Regions from separate parts of the Mus musculus genome. Here region 1 is linked to region 2. Evidence: chromatin contacts called from public promoter capture Hi-C data. All regions are on one chromosome and are shown on one strand. Each heading gives the region's core, a stretch centred on a gene start, on an enhancer-like site or on the middle of the called end of the contact. The rest is flanking DNA. Distances are from core to core; before and after follow the strand shown. Region 1 holds the start of Gcc2 (GRIP and coiled-coil domain containing 2). Region 2 holds the start of Nepn (nephrocan).

Evidence for each region. Promoter capture Hi-C pulls out the DNA fragments that hold promoters and counts their contacts.
Region 1: a contact with region 2 is called in a promoter capture Hi-C map of frontonasal cranial neural crest. The contact joins the promoter of Gcc2 here to the promoter of Nepn in region 2. A contact is called at or near these places in 1 of 39 promoter capture datasets (frontonasal cranial neural crest) and 1 of 484 Hi-C or Micro-C datasets (CD4 T cells).

The regions. Positions count from the first base shown.
Region 1 is chr10:58,251,522-58,258,697 of GRCm38.p6, reverse strand. Gcc2 (GRIP and coiled-coil domain containing 2) reads right to left here and starts at 3,172. Exons shown (of 23, transcript NM_027375.2): 1 at 3,127-3,172; 2 at 2,816-2,869; 3 at 1,794-1,878; 4 at 390-457. The coding sequence starts at 3,132. It also overlaps Gm9919.
Region 2 is chr10:52,386,056-52,393,183 of GRCm38.p6, reverse strand. Nepn (nephrocan) reads right to left here and starts at 1,576. Exons shown (of 3, transcript NM_025684.2): 1 at 1,356-1,576. The coding sequence starts at 1,544.

The DNA.
Region 1 (7,176 bases), core at 1,923-4,422, 5.9 Mb before region 2:
CAAGGTTAGTTGAGATTACAAAGGGAATGTGTTACCATCCCCCACACTGCCTGAGGAGGCTAGAATGGAAGCTATCAAATGTGGGTCGGCAGCCAAGTATAAATCTATCTGCATGTGATGGAAGTGCTACATATGGCCAAGTTTTCTAGGGAGATCAGAGCAGGAAAGGTACTTTAGTACTAACGACAGTCAGGGAGGACTGCCGACTCTTTGTTTGAAGTGAGTCATGTCCCCTTCACTCTGAGTTAAACAACTAGTAGGCTAAACCAAGGCCAGTGATGAGGAGATCAAACGAAGAGCAAGAGTGTCTGCAGCAGGGAGACAGTCCTCACAAAGATTTTATCTATTACTGGGCATTTCCTATAAGTAAACAAAAATTGCCTCATTACCTTAATAATATCATCAGTTCCTCCATCAACAGGTTTTGATTTGAGTTCTTCAACTTCTTTGTCTAATTCTAAATAATAAAAGAGATTCCAGGTCAAAAATCAAGAAAATAATTACTCCTAAACTGACAAGTACATGCTGAGAATCCCAAGCCTATAAATTAGAATGGATTTAAGAAGTGAGTACTCAGAGAAATGGGAACTCCATCCAAACAGCAGCAGTCGTTTTTCTTCTCCCGCTTACTATGAACAACTTCCTTTGGAAGAGCGGCCTACCTTCCCACTCCCCTGCTTTAGTGCACATGAGTACCTGCGCTTCATCTGAAGCTGTACTCACGTCTTCTTCCTTTCCTGTCTTTCCTTATCCGTCCACATAGACGTAGAGGGCTTGCTATGTTGCCCAAGCTGGTGTTGAAATCCTGGGCTCAACGGATGCTTCTGTCTTAGCCGCTAGAAAATCAGAAACCAGGTGTGTGCACCCCTATGACAAACTACCCTGAAAACTTGGAAGCATGTCCCATACATTCTATTATTTTTGTTGTAAATATTTGCTGTATAATCTCAAAGCAATAACTAAATTTCTATCAAACACGTGTATTAATCTATTTCATCAATACAGGTCTAGTTCCAAAGCTTAGGTCATCTCCCCAAATAAATTACTTGAGTACAAACTGTTTCAATTTCTAAAAATAAACTCTATCTGTTCTGGTTAGGAAAACAACAAGAAGAACAAACCCTTGGCGTTTAAAATTTTAAGTTAATGAGAATTCAAGAGTTCTTAAATGGGGCATCGACCAACTCCAGCATGTGCCTATACTTCCAACTTCCCAGAATGTCTGGAGGATTACACCTTGTGCCTTTTACATTTCAGCTGATTTCTCTAAAAGACATATTTAATTTAGAAAAATTTACAACTCATACGAAGTAAAAAAGGGTTTCATTTTACTATTAAAAAGATATTCCAGCCGGATGGTGGTGGTGCACGCCTTTAAATTCCAGCACTTGGGAGGCAGAGGCAGGCGGATTTCTGAGTTCGAGGCCAGCCTGGTTTACAGAGTGAGTTCCAGGACAGCCAGGGATACACAGAGAAACCCTGTCTCGAACCCCCACCCCCACCCCCCTCAAAAAAAAAGATATTCCTCTTGGGGTGGAGAGGTGGCTCAGTGGTTAAGAACACTGGCTGCTCTTCCAGAGGACCTGGCTTCAATTTCCAGAACCCACATGGTGGCTCACAACTGTAACTACAGTTCCAGGGAATCCAAAACTCTAACAAAGACATACATATAGGCAAAACACGCGCGCACACACACACTGAATTAAAAATTCATTTGTTCCTTTACTTATTCAAAGGCAACTGCAGGGCTAGGCATGGTGGTCTACTGAAAAGCTCTGATTTAAACCCAGTACCTGTACACCTTGCTTTGGCTTTCTGCAGGAGCATCATTTGCTTCTTGGCAAACTTGATGAGATCTTCTCTGGGCAACGTTTCTAGCTGAAAGATGGAGTCGTATTATTGAGTTTTAAAACCCATGCTTTTAGTACGGCCACCAAAAGAAACACAGTGTCTGCCGAAAACCAAAGAGAGACACTCTAAACAGTTGAGCCAGTCACATTTTTTAAATTGAGAAACGTAACTTCAATAACTAAAAGTAATTAGGTGAATGGAAAATCAAACCAAAACCCCAGCACAAAACTCTTACAGAGAACACTGAGTTCTCTAGCTGTACAAGAAGGGCTTGGAACTCAAGATTTCTCGAGCTGTAGAACTCATTCTGTTGGAAGCTAACAACATAACTACATTCACAGGTGAATCGGGTCACATTTAGACTTCAACTAAAATATTAGGGTTTACTAACTGAAAATTACTTAATCTTTGTGCACAACGTTTCCTCATCTGCAGAATGAGAATAGGGAAGATACGTATTTCAGGAAGCTTACCTGAAAGAATCTGTTACTTCAGCAAATGCCTAGAAATCAGTCTTCAAACACTACATTTTGGTAATAAATTGTGCCCCTACCTTTCTGAATCACTTAGCATAAAACATTGCACAGTGCTGTAAGAACAACCTTATTCCACCCTCAACTCTGGAGCTGGAGCCAACAGGATATAGTTCCTTGCTTCTTCCTGCCTCTTATCTAATCCCCTCGGCTTCGTGTCACTGTGTAAACTTTCATTAAACAGACTAGCTAAATGTTTGAAATACAGCATCGTGCTAACAAGGAGCAGGAAGTAAACAAACTGCTCGCACATCAGGAAATTTAAAAAAGAACAGGAAATCTGTAAGTAAATTAAAATGAAACTCCCTGAGGAAAGGTTAGTTCTTTTTTTTTTTTTTTTTTTTTTTTAAATAATTCTCCCCATGCCAAAGTTTTCCGATTCATTAACCTTATGCGCTACAGGGAACCAGGCGGCTGAGTGCTCTCCTCACCTTGGATTTCGGGGTCCCGGAGGGTGCTGCAGCTACGGCATCTGGAGCAGAATCCTGTAAAACAAACCATAAAAAGAGCTCATCCCAATTCCAGGTACAAGGCGCGGCCAAACAAATCTGTGCAGAGGAGGACCCCTTTAGGCGGTAGGGACCGGAGCTGGGCCGTCGCCACGGCCGGAGCCAGCACCAGGTTCAATGCCAAGCGCCGCGGCGGGGGTCTGGGCGCGAGGGCGGGGACAGGGTGCTCCCATGCCCTCCCACCCCTCGAGCGGCACAGCGGGCCAGCGGGGCGGCGCGACGCCCACCGTTACCTCCATCGCGGCTGCGACCCGCGGCTGCCTCCACCGCCTCTTCAGGAGTCTCGGCTGCTCCGCCTCCGAGGCTGCCGAGCGCGGGTCAAAGGTCTCGTTACGAGGCGACTACGCCTCCCCGCGTCTCCAAGGCTACGCAGAGCTGGCACTTCCGCTTCCTCCTTGGTGTCCGGGAGGAAGTCGTCTTTGCGCAGGTCCCCTGGCCGGTGCCGGAACGCGCTGAGTCGCCCTGCACTACTACCCTGTGCCAGGTGACAGGTTTGAGCACACGTTCCTTTGATCACTTCGTTTTCTAATTTTTAAAGATGTGCTTTACAAATATAACTATCCCGACTAGCAGGCATATGTGAAACAAATAGTTTTATAGGTGACTTTAATTCTGTCATGTTCAAAATAGGTTCCTCTGTGAGTAGTAATAAGGAATAAATTACTGAATCCGTTACTTTCTCAGGAGTTTCAAAATGCTGGCATGCTGTCTCTGTATTGCTAAATATTAATTTGCCGGCTGAGGTGCTTCTCGTGTTGTTTATATTGTCAACTTGAAAGGATCTAGAATCATCTAGGAGAGAGCCTCTAGACATGTATGTGAAATTTATCTAGATTAGATTACTTGAGCTATGGAGACCCCCAGTAACTGTGGGTGGCAGCATTCCACAGACTGGTAACCCTGGTTGCATAAAAAAGGATAACTCAGACTGAATTCCAGCATTCACTTCAAAGAACCCATCGAGGTCACAGTGTGGGAAGGTACACGTGACTAGTCTGATGAGGGCCCTCCCTTGTGGTTACGAATGAGAGAAGACAGGGTAAAGAGATTCCAGGTTCTGTCAAGAGTCCTGCAGGCCTTCTTTTTCCTTGTAGTTGCTCACAAGGGGATGAAGGCAAGATAAGGAAGATAAAACCAATCCAAACCCCAGAGGACTCTAGAGAAGGAAGATACTACAATATAGATTTTCGTTGTTATTGTCTAATAGAACACGTTTAGACTGACCTAGACCCTAAAATAATGCCTGATATTTTTCTATAGTTAAGCCTGGCCTAAACATAAACTAGAGGACAGAGCAAGTGGCCGCTGGTGGCGAATATTAATTAACATGTTGTATTTTCATAGGTGAGAGGGTGTTTTTCAGCAGGTTTTTCAGGTTGTCTACTTCCAGGTGTAGACATACACTAATTGCAGGTATAGGCCTTCAAGCAGTTGGGCCCTCACCCCCAAGTAGAGCCAGAGCGTTTTCCAAGTTCCGTATGGGAAAAGCCAGGTGTTTTTGTTGGTTTTGATCATGGCTTCTGGAAGTCATATGGCATGACCTTTACAAAATATAAAGACATCAAATTCCCTGGTAATACCGTGAGGGGAGAAAATCATTACCCCCTGTCAGTCCTCAGTCCCAATACACAGCCCAGCAAGCGGCTGTGTGCCTTCTCTCTTATTTCTCTGATCCTTCAGGAACAGTTATTTTTTTCAGTTTTACAGTGGTGGACCAAATTCCTTCTGTTCGTCAGGTTTCTTGCACTATTTAAATTCAGTGAGAAGCTGGGTCTAGAGGTGGGATTTTCCTGTAGATACATTTTTTTTTTAAATCTTAAATTGCCCTCTGACTGAAACATCATGATTTGTATCATGCTGGTCTCCTAACTTTGTATTCAGAGAAAGGAGAACAGCAAAATAGCCCAAGGTAAAAAGCATTAGGTTCTTGAAAAGAGCTGAAGAGTAAACTATTCCCAAAAGAGAGTACAATTGTTTACCCCTTGAAATAAGAACAGCTTCAGTACCCTGAGCTAGCACCGATTTGAATATAAGCTCCCTGAGGACTAGGTTTCTTGGTACCTGAAGGCACCATGTAAGCTTCCAGAGAAGGGAACAACAGTCCTTTCCGGCTATGCCACCTTTGAACCACATCCACCAGCACAGCCTGGTAATCAGAGTTCAGTATGACAAGTATGCCTTGGACTTCATTGGACTAATTTGACTTAAGACCTGCTCAACAAGAGGGAAGCCATGCCTCATGGAAACCAACCTAACTACTCAGTGCTACTTAAGTTGTGGTTGTTGGAGGAGAGTCTACAACCATTAATTTACTAAGCCAGCATAACCCCCAGCAATATAAATACTTGTACCCTCAGATGAGTATAGTCTTTACCCCTCATCAAGGAAACTTTTCTTTGCAACAGGTGGAGCCACTAAGAAACCCACAGTCTATCAGTATTCAGAGTATGGAGCTCAGTCCCAAGGGATCTGGCTACAAAATACTCCCACACCTCAGGCTCAGAGAAAATTGAGGAGGAAGGGGTGGAAAGATTTTGAGAGGCAGAGAATCAGGAAGTATGGTGTGAGATTCTGTCTCCTAGTAATGCCAGAATGTAATCTCACCAACATGACTGCCCAAGAATGAACAAGGATGACATCGGTGGACATGGCAAAGTGGGAAGAGAAGAGAGCATTAGGCCTCCACTCCACATAAAGAACTACAGGTATCTGAGGAGAGCTGGGAATCAGAGAGGTGGTCCTTCCCAAGGAAGGGTACATGAGTTGGTTGTCCAGTACCAAATAGTCCTGAAAACATAATACAAGTAACATGAACTAAAGAGGCTATATTTTGGAATATATATGTATTTTGTACATATATGCATGCAATAACAACTTATGAAAAAATCCATGAATTTGATGGAGAGCAAAGAAGGTTATATTAGAAGGGTTTTGAGGGAGAAATGAAAAGGGAGAAATGTAATTATTGCTAACCTACCCTGGTCAGAGAGACTAAGTCTTTGCATATTGAAGGTTATGTGAAAAGATTTATATGGGATGTCCAGGGGACTCCAGGTTTAAGAGTAATTAAAACAAAGCACTTTTCAAAAAAGCAAGCAAGACATGAGGTAACATTTATAGTTACCTTAAGCAAATACAAGTGCATTGAGAGAATAACACCTGGTGTTATATCTTATCACCTTTGGCCACCTGACAAGGGCCAAGAGTATTCTCCCAGACCTTTGTCATTCCCACACAGATATTGTGCACATGCCAGGGTATCCCCTTCATGTCCTTGCTTTCAAGTGCTTTCACTTATCATAGTTCATGCAATTCTTTCTAGAAGGAAGCCTTGTGAAAGAACATTCTGCACTCCACCCATCATTCACAGTAAGTTTACAGTTTTTGTACATAGGCTCCCACAATTATAATCTCAAAAATAAATTACAAAAAGAAATACAAATAGCTAGTAAGATACTTCTTTTTTTTTTTTTTGAAACAGTGTTTCACTATATAGCTCAAACTGTTCTGGAATACACCAGGTAGACCAAGCTTGGCCTTGAACTCATAGATCTGCCTCTGACTCCTGAGCACTGAGATTAAAGGTGCATACCCCTATGCTCATCTAGTAAACATTTAAAACCTATTCAATGTCCTTGGATATTAAGTTAACACAGATTAAAACGAATTCAAGATTCTATTTTGCAGGATGCCTCTGATCAGGAATACAAGTGGCAGGCAATACTACTGTGGATGTGCAGAAAGGGGTATAAACTAGTACAACCACTATGAAATCATCTGGATGCTTCCCCAAAACTATAAATAGAACTACTATAATGTAACCCAACAATACCACTCATGGGGAGATAAAGAAAGAACTTTAATCCTACTGTGGAGATAACTTGCGCATCCTTGCTAATTTCTACTTTATTCACTATAGCTAGGAAATCATACCAACCTAGATTTCCATCAAGTGTTGAATAGATCAGGAGAATGTGGTCCTATACACAGTTGGAATGTTACTCAACTGTGTGAGAACATCTTGGAATTCACAGATAAATGGATGAAACTTGAAAAAAAAAAAGGTAGAACAGTAGTTCTCAACCTGTGGGTGGAGACTCGTCTGGTGATCAAAGAACCCTTTCATAGGGGTCTTGTGAGACCATCTGAATATTTGATATTTGTATAATGATTAATGTCAGTAGCAAATTTATGGTTATGAAGCTGCACAGAATAGAATTTTATGTTTGTGGGTCATCATAACATGAGAAACTGAATTCAGGGGTTGCAGCATTAGGAAGGCT
Region 2 (7,128 bases), core at 327-2,826:
CCAGCTGTCTTGTTTAAATGCTAAGACCAAACAGGCAAGGTCAGATTTGCTTTCTGGTATTAGGTACCATTAGAGTAGAAGAGGAAAACAAACACAGGGGATGATTGTACTTGTTGAACCTCAATAGTAACACCATGCCATTTATGTTAAACGAAGACACTCCCGTGAAAAACTCTTAATAAAATAAAAGTGCATGGGTGCCTCTATTTGGAGGGGAGATAGCTTAACATAAACCCACTCAGAGAGAGGCTAGCTCCCAAGTTTTCAGAGAGCTAGTTCCTTATCTCAGGGCTTGGACCTCTGAGTAAATAGCAGTGAAAACTGAAGGGAAAACAGAACTGCCACAGACCCTTCTATCTAGAAGAGGACTTATCCATTGCAGCCTTCACACATCATCAAGGCTATTAAAAATGAGACACAGAGATCTGCTAGTAGCTTGTTTAAGATGCTTGTGTATCTAACTAGAGGGGACCTTTGTCTCCTGCTTCCTTCCAAAGCACCAGAAATCAAAAGTAAATTTCTTTTAACTTGTAAACATCAGAAGAATCTATAGTACTGTTTCGAGGGTCCTCTGGATATGGAAGCAAGATGTTGTAATTCAAGGCATATCTCAAGTTCTGAGAACTGCCAGTAACAGTTTGACAAATTTAAAACCACATATCTCCATCTAGGTTTCCACAAAGTTCAGGCACCTGACTGGATGTGTATGTGTATGAATGAGTCAGCTCTACCAGGTCACCTTATCCTCTTATGACACTCTGTTCTATTACCTATGGGGTAAAATAAAAGCTTTTTGTTTTGGTATGACTTGTGTTGCAAGCAGGGCAATTGTGCTCCTTAAGAAAGAGCTTATACGGGCTGGTGAGATGGCTCAGTGGGTAAGAGCACCCGACTGCTCTTCCGAAGGTCCAGAGTTCAAATCCCAGCAACCACATGGTGGCTCACAACCATCTGTAACAAGATCTGACTCCCTCTTCTGGTGTGTCTGAAGACAGCTACAGTGTACTTACATATAATAATAAATAAATCTTAAAAAAAAAAAAAAAAAAAAGAAAGAGCTTATACTTCTTGAGCACTTTGTCACAGCTTAGTTTCTCAATTGTTGAATAAAAATTGAATCAAAATCCTGGCTTTCAGGGCAAGGTGTATGTGGCTAGTTCTCAAAAAATACATATTCAGAGGCACATAGCATCCCACTGATGCCCAGCAAGCAGGTAATACAAAAGCTTAACTTGAGAATTAACACTTTTCAGTGAGAATGATTTAAGTTAAAACCCCCATACTTATCCCACACCCTCCCCCCCCAAAAAAAAAAAAGAAACTGTAGCAACTCTGATAGAAAATGACATGATTACCTGAAGGTGCTGGATTCTGCTGTGGCTAATGTAGAGTCTCTTGGTGGTGGAAGGAATGCCTGATGGGAGTTCCATGAGCCTGTAGCATTGTACAGACTGCATAGAATCACAACTGCATCGTCCTGGACAGTTTGCACTGAGGCCATTGGTAAGAGAGAGCCCCAAAAGAAAAGCCCAAAGCGGGTGCATTGTCCAACACAGAGGTTTGCAAGTAGCAAGCAACTGTTCAGGTGACACCTTACTTTTTATACCACGGAGTCTGATAACAGAATCTTTTGAATGTGTGCTTGTCCTTGTGAGAAGACAGGGGGTTGGGGGTAACTCCATTTGTTCCATTTGTCTGGGTTAGCAATCATTACAAAGAGGAAGGGCGTAAACATTGATAAGCTGCCTTAATATCTCTAGGTGAACAAAACCCTGTGTTATTTATGGCTTGCAAGTCTAAACTGCAAACACTTCTATTATCTGTAGTTTCCTCAGTTTTGTTAAATGTGACACTAAGGAATTAGTGGAAAAAGACAAAGAGCTGTTTTATAGTGGGCCATAAAACCTTTGCATTTTCTGTGACCCTATATTAAAACCATTTTTGCAGGACCTAAGCTAGCAGGTGTTTTCTTCTCACATTAATTATTAAGGGGAAATAGGCAGGTTCGATATTTGTTACCATTTTGGTGACATTTTATTGCTAGATGAAACAATGGGTTGCAATGAGAAATATTTAGAACCACAGATAAGGAGCTTAGTTTATCTACCTCTTAATTCACCCAAACATAATGCTTTGGGAAAATATCTTTCTTATTCAAAAATATTAAGTCTATTATAAACAAAACACTTAGTTGACTCTATTTGACTTCGAACAACAATGGTACAAAGGCTCTTTATTTTCTTCACAGAGATTTGCTGGTTGTGAAATCTTGTAAAGATGTAAGCGTAGAGGATCATTTTATCCAGGTACCCTGGTTGTCTGTCGTAGCTTTGTGTCCTACACAGGGCATTGGAGCTGGGGCCTTTGGGAGTGTTTAACAGAGAACTGAGCTCTGTTATGCTGCCAAGCCTCTACGAGTGCTCCAGAGCAAACCTTTGCTGTAGAAAAGCTCCTCCAGGGACCCCTGAGCTCAGATGATATGATTGCCCTTTGAGGCCAGTTTCATTGACTTAATAACCACTGATTTGACTTTCAGGGTACCAGTATTATGTGTCTTTCTCATTTGTTTTTCTATTTGCTAGGCTGTATTCTATCAGAGACTAAGAATGATAAAATATTTTTCATCAATATTATGCCTTTAAATATCTTATTGCTTTTGTCTAATAATAGTTACTTTTTAAGTTTTTAAAGCAAAAAGTGTATAATTGATTTTAATAATCTGGAAGAAAATAGAAAAGGGCAATCAAGGTGGCTCTTTGGGTAAAGGCAGCTGCCTGCAACCCTGATGACCTGAGTTCAATACCTGAGACTCATAGGCGAGAACTGATTTTCAAAAGCTATCCTCTGACCTGCAAGTGCCCTTCCTTCCCCCCTCTTTCCCTACTCTCTCTCTCTCTCTCTCTCTCTCTCTCTCTCTCTCTCTCTCTCTCTCACACACACACACACACACACACACACATACACACACACACACATACACACACACACACACAGAGCAAAATGTAATAAAACTTTTAAGGACAAAAAATAGCAAGAAGGCAGGGAAGTCAGCTTTAGTTATATCACAAAGTTAAACATTTTTCTAGCCCTTTTCTAGGCTTAGGCTTTGAAAAGACAAGAGAAATGCTCACTGCACATTTTATGTGCGTCTGGATGTTGCTAAACAGATGACTTTAAGTTACTTTCATATTTTGTAGCATCTAATGTGGAGATCGAAGGCTCCTTTCAGTATTTATTGTGCTATGAAGTTGCTATAGACCTGGTATGGTGGAACACCGTAATCTCAACTCAGGAGACTGAGACGGGAGAATTGTGAGTTCTAGGCAAGTCTATTTTATATAGGAAGACCCTGTCTAAAAGAAAAAAGAAATAGCAGCAGGAAGTCCCCTGCTGCTCAGCTCCTTTCTACTGACATCTGGAGCTTCTGCATTCTGACCAAGAGCTAGACATACATGGCTCAGGTTTCTAGTAATTGAATGCCTAAGATCAAGAATAAGGCATGTGGTTCATTCCGAGCACTTCTGATGTTTTTACCAGGTTTCCTGGAGGGTGGAGGAAGGAAATGCTGATCAAGGAATGTGATGTATTTCTCAAGCACAGAAACACAATGATTTACCCAACAGCTCTATTCAATATGTACACCAAAATCTAGGTTTTAATCTTTTCGGCACAGTCTCAAGGAACTAATCGCCTCCAGATTTGAAATGGGCTTGGACTAGGTTTTGGTTCAGCTTCTTACATCAGATTCCTTCCTGACTTATTATTTTTACTCTCCTCCACAGAACCTATTTTTATTTTAAGGCTAGGTTGTTCCCAGTCACCTAGTGGCCTGAGCAGTGAGAGTTACAGACCAGTGCTCAGTAGCCAGTCCCCGAGCCCAGTCAGTGCCTTAGCCCTCCAGTTTTCCTGGGCAGGCCCAGCAGCCACCTACATATTTTCAGATCTGTCTTCCACCTCGGGAGTAGTCACAGAAAATTCAGGAGCTGCCACAGACCCTACCCCCTGGCCTTTCTCCTTGACCACTGCCTTTTTGCAATCCCTTCCCTTTCCTTCTCACCTGCATGGGGTATGACTTCTCACGAGGGCTTACAGGAGATGGTGCTGTGCATCACGGAACGTCTCAAGCCATCACTCACTGCAACACTGCAGCTGAGGGAGCTCTTTGGCTACATGAAATGGCCATGTTCACATTGCAGAGAAGGATCTATGTACAAAAGATGCCTCTGTGAGGGGTTGCTGGTTCATCTTTGGACCTGTCACTACTAGAAGACATGTGACCTGGAAAGTTGCTTGAATAAGGTTAATAAAGGGCCTAGGAATGAAGCTACCAGCAGTAGGAATGGCTCCAGTGGCAGGCAGTATATTTCAATAAAGCTCACTGAAATTCGTTCCTAGAGACGAGATGAGCCTGACATTGGTAGAGTTCTCATTGGCAACAGTGGTTTGAGCTTCCAGCAGCAGTAGCTTCTCCCAGGTCCTATTCAGATATCTGATGTAGGTACCATCACTTTTCCTTTATAGATGTGGCTGCTCTGTGTAAAAATCAAGGTAGGTGCCACCTAAGTGGATTCCTGCTGCAAAGAGTTCCTTTTTCTTTGTTCGCAGGATTTCAAGGGCTTTGGGCACAGTGTGCAAGTTGTTCTTAAGTTATGACCAGAATCAAGAGCAATAGCATACGAGCCGTTCCTGGGACAGCCTGCAAAGTAAAACACTTCTGGTTCTCATGAAACTATAGGGGAAGGGACAGTGTTATTGGCTTCTAGTGGGTAATAGGCAAAGATAATCCAGCTAAACACCCTATAGGGACAAATGTCACCCATGGGGGGGGGGGGGGAATTTACAGTCCAGAATGTCAGTATTGCCATTGTTGAAAAAAAAAAAAAAGGAAAAAACTACAGGAAACACAAATGAATATTGACTTTTACTGATCTATTAAAAACCAAAGATCAAAAATAATTGGCCTCTACTCTAAAATTTTATTTTTGGAGCAATTATCACCAAAGGCACCATGAAGAACTCTGTAGAAATTGCTTTTAAGTGAGTGTTCCTGATGTGTTAAATGGAGGACTTAACTCTTGTTTCTGACATTTTGATGAATTTTAATTAGTGTCACAGGATATCTGCATGAGAAGGAAGCTCAGAGATAATATTCTGAATAACCTCTTCACTACTATCCATAGAAAATTTAAGTCCAGAAAAGAAATTGACTTACTATATCAGGCCTGATCTGGCTCATAATCTGACCATAAACTTAACAGAAAGCTTTACAAAAATAAAAAACACATAGACTTCTTAGTATTAAAAAATACTTTAAGGATATTTTAATGCATATACAGTTCTTTCAAAATAGTTTATTCTGAAACATGCTGAATACAGGTGTTAAAGTAAAACAGAAAAAATACACTTCATTTTTCTTTTTGTTTTGTCTTGTTTTCTCTCATAAAATGAAGACAGCTGGGAATAGTGGTACCCACAGTTCCAGCACGTAAGAGGCTGAGGCAGAAGAATAGTGAACCTGGGCTACAAAGCAAGTCTCATAAGTAGTTCTGTCAATGCATTCGTGTAGTCTAAAAATTGAAGTACAAAGCAAAGAAAATGTATTTAGAAATGTACCTCCTCTTCAGGAAGGGTCTTATAGAAGTAATCTATTAGAAACATAGCAAAGGAGGTTAATGAGCGGGAGTTTGTGTTTGGTCTATGAAGACTGACAACCTGGGAAGTAAACAGTAAGTTGACAGTGAATAAAGAGAAAGAGTCAATGACCGGTAAATGCTGATAGCCATTGATAGATAGTGGTCTTAGATAATGAGCAGTGGGGGACGGTAAATGAAGAGTGTGGGCTTAAAGACTAACTGAAAGTTAGTCTTAACAGTACAAAGAAATGGGAACTGAAAACTTTTGTCATGCTTTAAGTCTGTATACACCGTACAAAATATAGCATCTGAGACCCTTTAATTGTAGAACAGAAGAAAACAATTTTAAACCTTAAATTATCCTGAGCTTAATAAACAAGACAGAATATTGCTAAATAAACATTTCTATGTTGAAGACATATTATTTAAATTTTAAAGACTAATGTGGATTAAGAAATATGTCTATGCCTTAGACAGTATAAAAATCTATTTAGATATGCTCTGTTGCATGTATCAAAGGTGTTTGAAAAGCAACTGCTTTTAGAATTTCCTAGGTAAATAATGAATTATCTTAACCCTCAAAGTCATCTACAGTTACAGCATTCCTCCCGGAGTCCATAGAATTTGAGTTTTGTTTTGTTTTGTTTTGTTTTGTTTTGTTTTGTTTTACAAAATTTGTGTGTGCACGTGTGTGTGTGAAAGCACACATGTTCATATAAAGAAAAGGCCAGAGGGTGACCGTAAGTGACTTTTGTAATTCTACAATTTAGTTTTAGAAGCAAGGTCTCTCACTGAAACTGGATCTCATTGATTCAGCTGGATGGGCTGACCAGCAAGACCCCAGAAGCCTCCTGTCTGTCTCAAAGCACTGAGAGCATAGATGCACACCACCAGATATGACTTCTTTTATGAGGTGTTAAGGGTCCCAACTGAGGCCTTCATTCTTGGTCACCAAGCATTTTATTTGCTGAGCCATCTCCCAAGCTAGCATCTGAGATTTCAACCTAAGCAGGTCCCAGCGTAGGGCTTACCTGCTAAGGTGTTTCATATGGCGACCACAAAGCACTATAGCAGACACTTGCAGAACCCTAAGTGGGAATGGAATCCACAGCTGCACATGAGAAAAGAAAGGCAGGTGACTGAGCTAACCCTAAGTCACTCCACCAAAATTCTCACATTTTTAGAATAAGACAAGGAGTTTCCCCATTTATATTAAAAGAAACAGAGGAAGAATGTGGCTTAATAAGTCACCCCAAAACACTCAAATTTACTTCTTTTGTATGAATTTCTCAAATGTATAAATCATAACAATTTTATTTGACAAATATCATGACTATAAAATAAGTACAATGTTCTGAGGCTTCCCCACATTGTTAAAAGAAAATGGCAATACTTTCCTGACATTTCTTAACCCATCATACAACTGTTTAAAACTACTCAGAGAATCTAATCTCTTTTCCTACTCCTGGCAGGGCTACAGGAAATCAATGGGAAC